Linked DNA regions of Sus scrofa: all the other regions are linked to region 2. A link is a contact called in public Hi-C and promoter capture Hi-C data. All regions are on one chromosome and are shown on one strand. The core of a region is the stretch at or near the end of the contact, and the rest is flanking DNA. Distances in the headings are between cores, read along the strand shown.

What was found. Promoter capture Hi-C pulls out the DNA fragments that hold promoters and counts their contacts. A called contact is a pair of places that touch in the nucleus more often than the background predicts.
Region 1: a contact with region 2 is called in a Hi-C map of liver, with 3 times the contacts expected there. The contact joins the promoter of SRSF3 here to the promoter of SLC26A8 in region 2. A contact is called at or near these places in 1 of 5 promoter capture datasets (fetal liver), 2 of 47 Hi-C or Micro-C datasets (embryonic fibroblasts and liver) and 1 of 2 datasets of contacts at active chromatin or transcription factors (alveolar macrophages).
Region 3: a promoter capture Hi-C map of fetal liver shows a contact between it and region 2, with 2.7 times the contacts expected there. The contact joins the promoter of PXT1 here to the promoter of SLC26A8 in region 2. A contact is called at or near these places in 1 of 5 promoter capture datasets (fetal liver) and 1 of 47 Hi-C or Micro-C datasets (embryonic fibroblasts).

What each region holds. Positions count from the first base shown.
Region 1 is chr7:32,286,856-32,291,470 of Sscrofa11.1, forward strand. SRSF3 (serine/arginine-rich splicing factor 3) reads left to right here and starts at 2,609. Exons shown (of 6, transcript XM_021098646.1): 1 at 2,609-2,745; 2 at 4,449-4,615. The coding sequence starts at 4,451.
Region 2 is chr7:31,788,735-31,793,052 of Sscrofa11.1, forward strand. SLC26A8 (testis anion transporter 1) reads right to left here and starts at 2,886. Exons shown (of 21, transcript XM_003356617.4): 1 at 2,447-2,886; 2 at 1-215. The coding sequence starts at 2,869. MAPK14 (mitogen-activated protein kinase 14) reads left to right here and starts at 2,664. Exons shown (of 12, transcript XM_003356615.4): 1 at 2,664-3,427. The coding sequence starts at 3,312.
Region 3 is chr7:32,123,668-32,127,948 of Sscrofa11.1, forward strand. PXT1 (peroxisomal testis-specific protein 1) reads right to left here and starts at 2,166. Exons shown (of 4, transcript XM_013977855.2): 1 at 1,392-2,166; 2 at 1,264-1,389. The coding sequence starts at 1,431.

The DNA of each region.
Region 1 (4,615 bases), core at 1,359-3,858, 500 kb after region 2:
TAGCTCAGCAGGAAATGAATCCGACTAGTAACTATGAAGCTTTGGGTTTGATCCCTGGCCTTGATGAGTGTGTTGGGGATCCAGTGTCACCATAAGCTGTGGTGTAGGTAGCAGATGAGGCCTGGATCCGGCATTGCTGTGGCCGTGGTATAGGCTGGCAGCTGTAGCTCCATTCGACCCCTAGCCTGGGAACTTCTATATGCTGTGAGTGCAGGCCTAAAAACCAAAAAAAAAAAAAAAAAAAAAAAAAAAAAGATACATGCTGGATTAGCATTACACACACAAACAAACAAACAGGAAAAATGGTGGTAAAGAATGGGATACTGATATGTGAAAAGAACATTTGGGAGTTTCCATTGTGGCTCAGCTGAAACGAATCTGATTATTATCCATGAGGACAAGGGTTCGATCCCTGGCCTCACTCAGTGGGTTAAGGATCGGGTGTTGCCATGAGCTGTGGTGTAGGTCGCAGATACAGTTCGGACTGGAGTTGTTGTGGCTGTTGTGTAGGCTGGCAGTTACAGGTCAGATTCAACCCCTAGCCTGAGAACGTCAATGTGCCACAGGTGCAGCCCTTAAAAAAAAAAAAAAAAAAAAAAAAAAGAACATTTAAAAAGAGCATTTTCGAGCAAGGGTTGTGCCAGCTTATTTATCTGCATTATTTATTTTAATTAATTAGATAATTAAACAAATATGTATTGATCATCTGCTCTCTGCCAGACTTGTTTTCAGGCCCTGGGGAGGCGGAGTGAGCAACAACAGTCCAAAGGTGAAGTTCCTGGAGTTCCCACTGTGGCTCAGTGGTTAACGAATCCAACTAGGAACCACGAGGTTGTAGGTTTGATCCCTGGCCTTGCTCGGTGGGTTAAGGATCCAGTGTTGCCATGAGCTGTGGTGTAGGTGGCAAACACAGCTCGGATCCCATGTTGCTGTGGCTCTGGCGAAGGCCAGCAGCCTACAGCTCTGATTAGACCCCTAGCCTGGGACCCTCCCTATGCCACAAGTGCAGCCCTAGAAAATACAAAAAGACAAACAAAGTTGAAGTTCCTGTAAGTGGGGAGACTGCATGTAACAACCCTGCAAGGCTTGGTGTAGTTACCCATTTTACAGAGAGGAAACTAATATTGAGATGGTAAGGGATATTTCTCCAGACACTTTAGCAGTAAGTAGCAGCAGTACTGTGGGTCCAAATATAGGACTGTCTGACTTCAATGGCTTTGCTTTGATAGAAGGAAATAAAAAGAGGAGAAAAGCTTACACAGGAAGAGAGGAGCAAATCAAAGCAAATAGAAGTAAGCCAGAATAGAAAAACATTTAGAGAAGGAAAGAAGAGGAAGAGAAAAGCTTTGCTAGAATTCCTACCTGGGAAAAACCCAGGTAAGACCAGCTCAGGGCTTGGCTCAACAAATGTAGTTTCCATTCTCCCTCTTCCCTTGCCAGTATGAAATCCTCGTTTTTTACAGGTGTGAAAACTCAGAAACAGTAAGTCGTGTCTCCACCCCACATGGATAGATAAACTTCTTAGAGCCACAATAAGAGAATATCTGGGAAAAGGAAAGCAGTGAATGTTTGGCATATCTTTCAGCTACTGGTGGAAAAATACAAGTTATTATTTTTCTTGAGAGCAGATTTAGATACGTTAGTAAGTCAGACTCCACTGAAAGGGGAGGAAACCAGGCAACCCTCTTAGCTGAACTCACTGTTCCAGAGAGGAAGATCTTGGTGATTTTTCTAACAAACCATTGGTATTTCTCTCCCAATAGTTAATTTCGTGGCTCAGTTCTTTTCAGAGGAAGTGGAAAGCAGAGAGGAAGGTGTTAGTGAACCATAGACCCCCCACCTCTGAGCCCCGGTCAGTACAACAGCCTTTGCCAGAAGACAGACTGGTATTCGTTGCGGAGGAGAGGGGTGCCGAATTCAATCTCCTCAGGAACTTCCTTTTATACTGTTACTAAATGCGATACTTTCTGGATGGCCTGACCCGTCTCATTTGCCTTTGAGTTTCTATTAAACATTTCAAGAGTCCAAAATGATGACGCCATCGTCTCTGCCAAATCGTGCAGTTTGGGTGAGAGGTGGCAGACCAGCCAGAGTTGGGCCGACTTTCCGTGACTGGGCTTTTCCCCAAGTGTGGGACCCGGAGGGGCACAGTGTGGTGACAGCGGGTTCACAAACAGCCCCGTGACCTTGGGAGCAACTCCGAAGCACGTTTGTAAACGTGATGGTCTCAGTTCCTGCCTAACCGCTCATGCGGAGCAGTAATTAATGAACTCATTTTATACTGTAATCTTATTGGGTGCAAAAGGCTCTATCAGTGTTTGGGTGTGACCGGCGATGATGTTATTAAATCCCTATTAATAGGCTATTTGGAGATGAGGGAGAGGTGACTGAGGAGAACTCGGCAACAGGAGAATTACACCGAGGGAGCTCTGGCCCTGAGGCACGACGGCTGCGCGCGTCTCCACCGACGAGGCAGCACAACCAGAGAAGGCTCTCAGCAACCGCGGTTCTCGCAGCGTTTGTGGCCATTACGTCACGGTCTTCTTCGCCTCTCATTGGGCGAACCCGTCCAATCATGTGACTCCAGGATGGCTTATAAATACAGGCGAGGAGACGGTGTTGGTCCGCCATTTCGTGGACGCCGGATCGGGGAGAGTATCTGCTGGAGCCAGGCGGGAGGGGAGTGGGAAGAGACAGCCGCGGGTGCGTGGATTTGAGTCTTCGCATTTCTAATCTAAGATCTCGGTAAGAGACCCAGCGACTAAAGGAATGAGGTGGGAAATGGGCCTTAACAGGACCGAGGTGGGGCCAGGCCCAATGGCGGCGCCAGATTGAGACAAAGAGACGCTGCCGCCATTTTGTGACGTTCAACACGGGGCGGTGGAGGGGGCTCCCGGCCCCCCGGAGCAGGCACCCAGGCTTCCAAGTGGAGGTGCTTATAACCCTTCCCTGGGGGGCTGAATCGGGAAGTGAGATTGCTCGAGTTGAGGCAAAGGGGGTATCGGTAATCGGTTGTACTCTAGATCGCGGCCATTCAATTTATGGCGCCTTTTTTTTCTTTTTGCCCACGTTTCCTTAAGTAGCGGCTTAGGATTTTTTTTCTTCAAGTCACTACTCAAGACTGGACCCTTCGATCCATATTTGAGGATTTCTCTACTTTCTTTCATTTTCGTGTTACTTTAACTTCACTTTTTACAGCCTGAATCCAATAACTATTTTTTTTTAAGCTGATCTTTCTTGAGCTGTATTGTTCTTATAGCTGCTTCGCATTAAAACTGGTCAGGGTAAAGTTTTTGGGAAAGATTAATTCACCAACAATGGGTTTGGTCTCGGAACTTCTGGGCACAGGGCGGGGTCACACAAATAGGATGTGTCTGGGCGGGTATTTTTTTTTTTTTTAATTGGATAACGTGTTTATGAAAAGCCCTTAAGCTGAGTTTTTGGACAGGCTGCTTTTCGTATGTAATCTACAAGTTGATTAGATTCGTTGCTGAGGCGGCTTTATTAGTATTGAAGGTTTTTCAAATGTAAACTAAAGTGCCTTAAGTTCTTGCACAACAAATAATCTATTTTTTTCCCCATGAGGTGGAGTTAATGTAACATTCATTTTAAAGTGCACGATTCAGAAGCATTCGATACCTTCACAATGTTGTGTAACTATCACCTCTATCTAGTTTTAAAGCATTTTATTATACCCACTAAGGTGACCTGTACTGTTAAGCAGCCACTACCCTTTTGGCCTGCCCCTTTCTCTCCCGCAGCCCCTGGTAGCTACTAATCTGTCTCTGGATTTACCCGTTTCGGATATTTCACATACATGGGATGGTATTACGTGTATTTTTTTTGTCTGATATCTATAACTTAGCATGCTTTCACGTTTTGTCCATGTTTATGGGTACTCGTTCCTGAATACTCCATTGTATGGGTAATAATTTTGCTTCTCCATTTTGTTGCTGGACATTTGGGTTAACACCTTTCGGCTGTTGAGGGTAGAACAAGATATATATTTTTAAAAAACAAGTTTGTCCTGCTTGAGTAAAGTTTTGGCTTGTGAAGGCACATTACTATCACTTTTTTAGTGGTTTAGCCTTAACTGCTGTCTTGTCTTCACTTGTCATTTTGTTTTGTAGTCTCCAGGTTTTGCTTTTAATCCTACTTTTCAAAGTTGTTCCTCCCCCCCCTTCAGATAACTGAAATAGGTTTAAGTCTCTCAGTTCCCATTTTGTGGCATATGCTCCCCTACTGTTTCCTCCCTCCACTTCTCTGGGAGGTGATTTTTTTTTTTATTTTCTTACACAGCTTGGCTTCCAGGTGGTTATTGGCAACGATTGGGGTGTTTCAAGGGTAGTGCCTTTACCTTTTTTCGGTTTTTGAATTCTTTCCTAAGGATCTGTTTTTTACTGTGTGGGTTATGATATTTTGGATTTTTTTTTTTTTTTTTGTTACAGAAATGCATCGTGATTCCTGTCCATTGGACTGTAAAGTTTATGTAGGTAATCTGGGAAACAATGGTAACAAGACTGAATTGGAACGAGCTTTTGGCTATTATGGACCACTCCGAAGTGTATGGGTTGCTAGAAATCCTCCTGGCTTTGCTTTTGTTGAATTTGAAGAT
Region 2 (4,318 bases), core at 1,636-4,135:
GGGCGTTCGGGCGGGCGGGGGACCGGAGTGGGGCCGAGGAAGGGGCCCCGGCGGCTGAGCCGGGGGCGGGGAGCGGGGGCTCTGGGCCGCGCCGGCCCCTTCTCTGGGTCACCCAGCCGCACCTCTTGAGTACTTTTGACTGAAGGCCTGCTGGAGGCCAGGCCTCGCGGCCCGCACTTCACGTCCAAGTCATCCACTAAAGTCTCCCGACGACCCTGTGGGGACAGAAGACTCGGGGGAAGACGGGAGGCTAGAGGGTCACCGAGGTCTCCAACGCCACCTTTCAGACCCACCAGCCTGGCTCCTCCTATTGAAGGCCACTCAAAGCCCAGGTTTCCTGCTCTGCCCCACATCCCCGGACCTTCAATCTCCTTCTGAAGCTCAGTCCCTGTCACTGTCTCTCACTCTGTCTTGTAGTCCTGCTTGGCCCAGGTGCAAGTTTACCGTATTAATTGGATTACAGTATTAATGGATTAATGTCTAATATATTTATTATTTGCCTTACTTCTCGTTTTTGTAATTTGTCTCATCCCCATAACGGCAAGGATTTTTCTCTCTTTCATTGACTGTTGTATTATTAGTGCACAAAGCAATGAGGTAGATAAAGTGCTCAATAAATTTGTGTTGAATAATTGACTGGTTGCCCTGCTGTTAACTGTAAGCTCCATGTAGGCAACTGTCTGCTTTTTAAGTACCTTTCCAGGAGTTCCAGCTGTGGCTCAGCAGAAACAAATCTAGTATCCATGAGGATGTGGGTTCCAACCCTGGCCTCACTCAGTGGGTTGGGGATCTGGCGGTGCCATGAGCTGTTGTGTAGGATGACAGCTGTAGCTCGATTCCACCCCCTAGCCTGGGAACATTCATATGCCATGGGTGCGGCCCTAAAAAAAAAAAAAAAAAAAAAAAAAGGCTTCAATAAATAAATACCTTTCCAACGGAAGTGCCTGGTACCCAGTAGGCACTCAAAATGTATTTGCTGAATGACTGAATTTCTTAACTTTACTCTCTTGGTCACTCTCATCATTCCAATTTGTTGAATAAATATACGAGTTTCTCAGATTTCCCGCTGTGGCACAACAGGATGGGTGGTGTCTCTGGAGAACCAGGACGCAGGTTCCATCCCCAGTGGCACAGTGGGTTAAAGGATCTCGTTTTGCTGCAGCTGCGGTGTAAGTCACAACTGCAGCTGGATCTGGTCAGGGAACTCCATATGTTCCAGGGCAGCCAAAAAGAAAAAAAAAAAAAAAAGTTTGAGACCTGATTAAAACAAAAATAAGGTAGATGGAAGTTGTCAGGAGGGTATATATGAAAGTTCTTGTAAATGCTTGACTCTAGAAATACAACAATAAAAATGTCAAACAGAGACAGTATAATATATAAACATGAGTTTCTTAAAAGGCCAACTTCCCCCACGTTTCCTCCCTTGTACCCATGCACGCATCACCTTGGTTCCCCACTCCCACCCTTCATTTCTTTACAGTTGCATTTTTGCTCTCATTTCCTCCTTCAACTCGCATTACTTCTTAGAAAGCTTGGAACATTTTTAAGCAACATGTCTTCACAGGCAAGAGAACCTGAGCCAAACCATGTTGAATCCAAAGAAAGCTTTCTACAAATCACTCATGACCCTGGTTTTGGGCTTAGTTTTATTTTTCCTTGAGGAGAACTGAGGATCCTGCTCTGCTTCTTAAATTGAGACCATGTCATTATTCATAATTTATTCAACAAATATTTATGGGGGAACTTTTACGTTCTAGGCACTGTGCTAAATGTTGGGGCAAGACAGACAAAGTCTGAGCACTCCAAGGATGCATATAACACAAAAGAGAATAATCATGGTTAGTGGCTTGAACCCAGTTATTTCTAAAAAGAAATGACTAAGAATAGATAGGGTCCAATTCTCCTGCTTATTGTAACAAGGTTTAGCATAGGAATAGGCCAACAGTAGGGGAAGTTATGGGATTATAATCCTCTGCCCATTCACATTTATTATTGTGTTTAGCTTTAAGTAGGGAATGTAGGGCAGGAATTCTCTTTTGCATAAACTGGAACCAAAGTCTAGGAAAGGTCAATTGACTTGCCTAACCGGACACTGCCAGAAGACCACTCTGCACTGTTCTTACTCTGAGAGGCACGATTTAAATGTTTACAATCCTCTTCCCTGGAAAACTCTTCAAGGTAAGAGTCAGTTTCAAACCTTCAGAGTAATGGTGTTAAAAATTCTTTTCAAACGGAGATACCAGGGACTTATCTGAATTACTTGGGGCATATTGTAAAAAGGCACATTCCTGGTGCCCATCGCGGACCTATCCAATTAAACTCGTTGTGGATCCATAGACTCTTCATTTTTAAACTCCCAAGGTGATTCCTCCGCACATAGAAAGTTGAGAACTACTAGTAGAGTTTGGGTGGAAAACCTCAAACTTAATGCAGGGCTAATATTTACCTTTGGGGCAGATTTCGTCAGAATTCCGAAGAGTAAGCCATATGTCCTTGAGCAGATGAGACTGCAACGGCTTTCTGGCCAGAACCTCTTTTTTATGCAATATTTCTTGGAAATTGGAGGTTCCGCTAAGCGGGTGCTCGGCTGCTGTGGTAGTTCAAAGATCCTTTGGCTCTTTCCCGACACCCTATTAGTCACTGTCGCTTTCCACCGGGGAACTAGGCATTTGCCCCGCCGACCACGGTGGGGCGCACGCGGCAAATGTTCGCCGCTTGACCACCTCTTGCCTGGGTCCGCCTTCGCGCCCTCAAGAAGAGCAGTTCCCGGGAGTTCCTGCCTCTGGTGACCAGCTGTTGCTCTCTTCTCGCGAGAATTGCTCCTCCCGTCCTCTCCCCTCAGCAACCCCCGCCCACAGGCAGGTTCCATATTGGGTAAAATCTCGGCTCGCGGAGAGTCCCGGGAGCTGTTCTCGCGAGAGTAAGGCAGGAGGCTTCTGTTCGCTGGCTCTGGAACGGCGACCACTGGAACCTCTGCGGGCGCTGCAGCTGGAGCGGTAGTCCCGCGGCGCAAACCGGAGTCGGCCTGGACTGAAGCGGGTGCAGGGAGAGTGTGGTGGGCGCAGCTTTGAGCCCTGGAGCGCGCCCCTGCCCATAGCAGGGCTCGCCCCAGTCGCCGAGGCGCGTCCAGCTGCTGCGGCTGACAGGGGCCGCGCGCGCGGGAGTTGTCAGGGTCGCGGCAGCCGCACCTGCGCGGGTGGCCAGCTCTAGGTCCCCGCAGGGTCCGGCGGACGCCGAGGTCCGAGGAGCGGGTGCGGGCGCAGGCGGGGCCCCGCAGGGCCACCTCCTCGCCCCGCGGCCGCCGCTGGAAGATGTCTCAGGAGAGGCCCACGTTCTACCGGCAGGAGCTGAACAAGACAATCTGGGAGGTACCCGAGCGTTACCAGAACCTGTCCCCGGTGGGCTCCGGCGCCTATGGCTCCGTGTGGTAAGTGTCACTGGGCCTGGGGCCTTGGTGGGCTGGGTAGCCCTTCATGCCCCAGAGCCAGGCCTGCCCCCACGGCTCAGCAATGCACCAAGCGGCAGGAATTTTCCCTGGGGGGAAGCCATCCCTGCCCCTTTGATCCCTGTCCTGGACTCCCTGTACCCTTGGGACCCCTCACTCAGCACACCCGCGTAGGTAGTCAGCTGTGTGTAGGACGAGGTCCGCAGTGAGTACCCGGTGGTGTTGGGAGCCCGGCGCTGGCTCGCACCCTGCGCGTTCCCTTGTCGGGGGTGGGGTGGGGTGGTTGCTGCTCTGGGGGCAGGAACAGGGGGGCCCTCTTTGGCGGTCTCCCTGCTGTCATCGAACAGAGGGGCTCTCCCGAGGGGCGCCCACTGTGGGCGCCGTAGCTTGCCCTTGGATCAGACAAGCCCGGGAGCTGCCGGGAGGAACAGAAGGGCAAAGCTCGCCAGGGAGACTGCGGTCATCTGAACAAAACTGAGGACGAAGGACGTACCGTCCCGGCTTTTTTTGCAAACCTTTGTCGAAATCCCATTTGGAGAAGCGTTCTTTTTGAATTCGCACTTGAATTAGCAGCTATCCACAGAGCTTAAAATACCGACTTTATCGCGGTGAGCACGGTGCCAACTTGAGTGGTGTGTTTCCGATTCAGTTGAAAGCGTATTTCCTTTTCGCAGAGTTGGGGGTGGGTGGTAGTGCCTGCAAACACCCTGCAGCTTGAGAAGCTGGCGGCTTCACTGATTAGTCACATACCACTGCTCATTTAAGTATTGTTGGACAAAACAATTTTCGCCTTTGGAGCAAGTGAGATTCAGATCCGTTGGACGCCCTTAAGATCAAAAAGTTACTAACAATATTGGGAGGTATTTTAAATAT
Region 3 (4,281 bases), core at 916-3,415, 330 kb after region 2:
GGGGGGTGTGGGAGGAGTCTGCTGCCACCTAACTGGGGGGCGTCCCCTCGTTTCTGTTTGGCAATCCTTGAATGCACATTGGTTGGGCAGCAGACGAAAATGCGAGGCGCAAGTAAGGTTTTATGGACATAGTAAAACCAGAACTCCGGGCAAGGAAACACGTAGATTAGGTTGTTAGCTGTTAATTCTCTAACTCAAAGGTAGTAGCATTATTAATTCTCCACCTCGCTTCTGCTTTTGAGGTGAAAGTGTAATTAGGAAAGCATTAGAGGGTAGATGTGGCAAGAGCCCACCGTGCACCTCAGCTTCATGAAGGATCTGTGAGGATTAAGTGGTATGAAAGTGAAATGAAAACATTGCAAAAGGTTCACCACGAAATACAAGTTCTAGAATAGCGGTGGCTATTGCACAGCTTTGTGAACATACAAAAACCACTGAATTGTGTTCCTTTAAAGTTTGAACTTTATGGTGTATGAGTTACGTTTCAATTTAAAAGAACAAAATATATGTTCTAGAAGTCTCGGGCTTTGAGAAATAATTGTTGACACCCGCCCTGATGAAAATTCAAAATTTTAGTCAATTAGGTACTTTTTAGAAAATGGATACCGTATTAGACATGGTGGTAAGAGACCTTGAAATTTCCGCTTTCTCAGTGGCATGTAATTCTTTTAAAATTGGAGAATAGTTTGAGATTAGTTTTAATAATTCCTTTCAGGTGTCTAGCATATTTTTAATCTAAAAGTCTAAAACCAAAACCCCATACATTTAACCCGAATGTTTAATGTTTTTCAAAACATAACACTTTAATTTCCTAACATTTTTGGGACATTTAGGAATCATACATTTTTGCAAAACAAAATTTCAAGTTTATCTTTCTCTCATGTTCTTTGCTATAGTGACAAAAATCAAGAAGGACTCCAAACTGAATTTTCCCTGCTTTAACAATACAGAGATTTTTGGGTCAAATTTAAAGATGAGTTTTTATTAAAAGATAAATTTGATCTATTTTAGCCGATTTGGAATCATCTTAATTAGTTGTCACATCAGTGATTCAGAGGTAATAGATATTAAGAGATTTATACCATGAAGCAAAGACAGCTTTAGATTTTTACCACAGAAGAACTTTGATGGATAGATTTACCACTCCTTCTCACAGTTAATGTTTAAATACTCTGTTTAATGCCCAATTTTATGTCCTCAATACCAAGAAAAATACATGCTAAGTAGAATATTTAACTTAGTTTAAGACAAATAATATCTTACCTGGGTTCCTTGACATGGCTGGAACTGGCTGGGAGCTGACAAGTCTAGTCATGTAAGCCTTCTGAAAACTGTATTTCACCCACAGTGATTTGCAACAATTTGTTACTTTGGGAGAGGGATTCAGTATTCTTTAGGTTCACAAACAATGGCATCATGTTTTTTCTTCATGTTTTTTCCCTGTTGGAAGATATAAATTTTCAGAGGCTTTCCCCCTTTTCTCAGTATATATGTTAGATGAACACTGATGTTCTAACATAAGCAGGCTTTATCCCATATAGAAAAGGGTAGTGAATTTGGGTGGAAAATGGAACAGGGTCATCTTTCTCTACAATCTTCTTCAACTTAAGTGAAAGTCTTTCTGTGTTTTTTTGGTCTTTAGATTTGCTGCACCACCCAGTATCCTCATCTCCCAGCAGTTTTCTTCATCTTTTTAATAGCCACATACCATCAAGTGAACAGTCTAAATTAGTACACATAGAAGAAGAGAGAAAAATTACTGTAGCCAAAAGAAAAATAGATTTAAAAAACTAGACAGGTAGGAAAGGATGGAAATGAAACACATTCTTTGTCTTATTTGTGTATTTGTGTGTGTTCTCCTCCGCAGATGTCTTGTATTCCCTCTTTAATCCTCTGTATACACACGGTCCATCTCTATAGACACTAATGAAAGCTATCCTCCTGTGCCCAGTCCCCCCCGGCCCTTTATTCTAGTATTGTAGCACCCATCAAATAAGTTGAAGAATTGAAGATTTTCATTGTCTATCAGTGCACTTAGTTCTCTTATTTAAAGGCTGGCCGCAGCTTGACTTGCCATTTCACCTTCCAAATCTAAGCAGTTACTGGAAAGGGAAGGAATGGATAAGAGAGGTCAGACTATGAAAAACAATTGAAGGGAGGTCCCATTGTGGCTCATCAGGGTTATGAACCCAACTAGTATCTATGAGGATGCAGGTTCAATCCCTGACCTTGCTCAGTGGGTTAAGGATCCAGCATTGCCCATGAGCTGTGGTGTAGGTTGCAGATGTAGCTCGGATCCCGCATTGCTATGGCTGTGGCCTAGACAGGCAGCTGCAGCTCCAATTTGGTCCCTAGCCTGGGAACTTCCATATGCCAAGGGTGCAGCCCTAAAAAGCAAAAAAAAAAGAAGAAGAAGAAGAAAATGACAGGGGAGGCCTTTAGGAACCTTAGATCAATGATCAGTACTAGCCAGTAAAAGTATGTGAACTATACATGTAACATTAATTTTTCTAGTAGCTACATCAAAAAAGTGAAAAGGAATAGGTGAGATTAATTTTAATGATATATTTTATTTAATTAAATATATCCCCAAATAAAACTCAGTGTTATTTCAATAAGTAATCAATGTGAAAAATGAATAATGAAATCTTTTACACCTTCATTAATGTAAGTCTTCAAATCTGGTATGTATTTTACACTTAACAATGCATCTCAACTCAAACCAGCCACATTTCAGGTGACCAGTAACTGCATATGGCTAGTGGCCACTGTATTGAACAGTAAGCACTGTAAGACTGTATTGAAGCTTTAGATAAAGAAGCAAGAATTGAAAAGAAATGACTTTGAAAGAAAGGTGATAAGCAGCTATCTCAGCTATACAAAACAAGGAGGGAGAAATCGTCAAGTAAAATGGTGATTCATCATTTTTCAAATGTCCCACATTTTCCAGTGTAGAATGCTACTACAAATTTTTATTATTGTAACTTGGGCCATTTAGGGGAGAGGGAGCTGTGGGGTGAAGGGTTGTGTGTTCCTGGACATTTTGGGTGCCTTAGGTGGCTTGACGTTTTAACAACACTCATCAGGCAGTCTTCTAACCTTAATTTGATTTCTCGAGTAAACTTTCCATTAGGAAAAGGCTATCCTTTCCAGTTAGTGCATCAGAGCCAGATCAGCCCTGGATAAAATTCCTAAATGGGGAGTTCCCGTCGTGGTGCAGTGGTTAACGAATCCGACTAGGAACCATGAGGTTGCGGGTTCGGTCCCTGCCCTTGCTCAGTGGGTTAACGATCCGGCGTTGCCGTGAGCTGTGGTGTAGGTTGCAGACGCGGCTCGGATCCCGCATTGCTGTGGCTCTGGTGTAGGCCGGTGGCTACAGCTCCGATTCAAACCCTAGCCTGGGAATCTCCATATGCCACGGAAGCGGCCCAAGAGATAGCAACAACAACAACAACAACAAAAGACAAAAGACAAAAAAAAAAAAAAAAAAATTCCTAAATGGGCAACTTTGACAGTCAAGATGCAGTTTCAGGGTGAGAGTCTTACCTGACAGAACCAGCAGGAAGCCTTATCCATCATCTCATTATGAAACTATCATTTTGTTCTAGTTGTTCATATAACATTGCTAAATAACCGAGAGTAAAATATCTAACTATGGTCTTTTAAAATAAACAATGGGGAATGTTGGACTTTATTTTCCCCAAGTAGATTGAAAAATAATCAATGCCAATTATAAGCCATCTTTTGTTATCTATGGGGTATTGATTCCAGGTTCCTCTTTGTTGTTGTTTTTGTTTGTTTGTTTTTGGGGTTTTTTTTTGCTTTTTAGGGCTGCACCCAGGGCATGTGGAGGTTCCTAGGCTAGGTTTCGAATCAGAGCTATAGCTACCGGCCTACACCACAGCCACAGCAACGCCAAATACGAGCCACATCTGTGAACTACACCACAGCTCACAGCAATGCTAGATCCTTAGCCCCCTGAGTGAGGCTAGGGATTGAATCCTCAACCTCATGGTTCCTAGTCAGATTGTTTGCACTGTGCCACAAGGGGAACCCCTCCAGAATCCTCTTTGGATACCAAATCCAAGTATGATAGATGCTCAAGTACGGTATTAAAATGGCATAGATTTGCATATAACCTGTGCACATCCTCCTGTATACTTTAAATCATCTCTAGATTACCTATAATACGTAGTATGTAAATGCCATGTAAGTAGTTAGAATGTAAATGCTCTGTAAATAGTTGGCAGCCCACAGCAAATTCAAAGTTTTGCTTTTCAG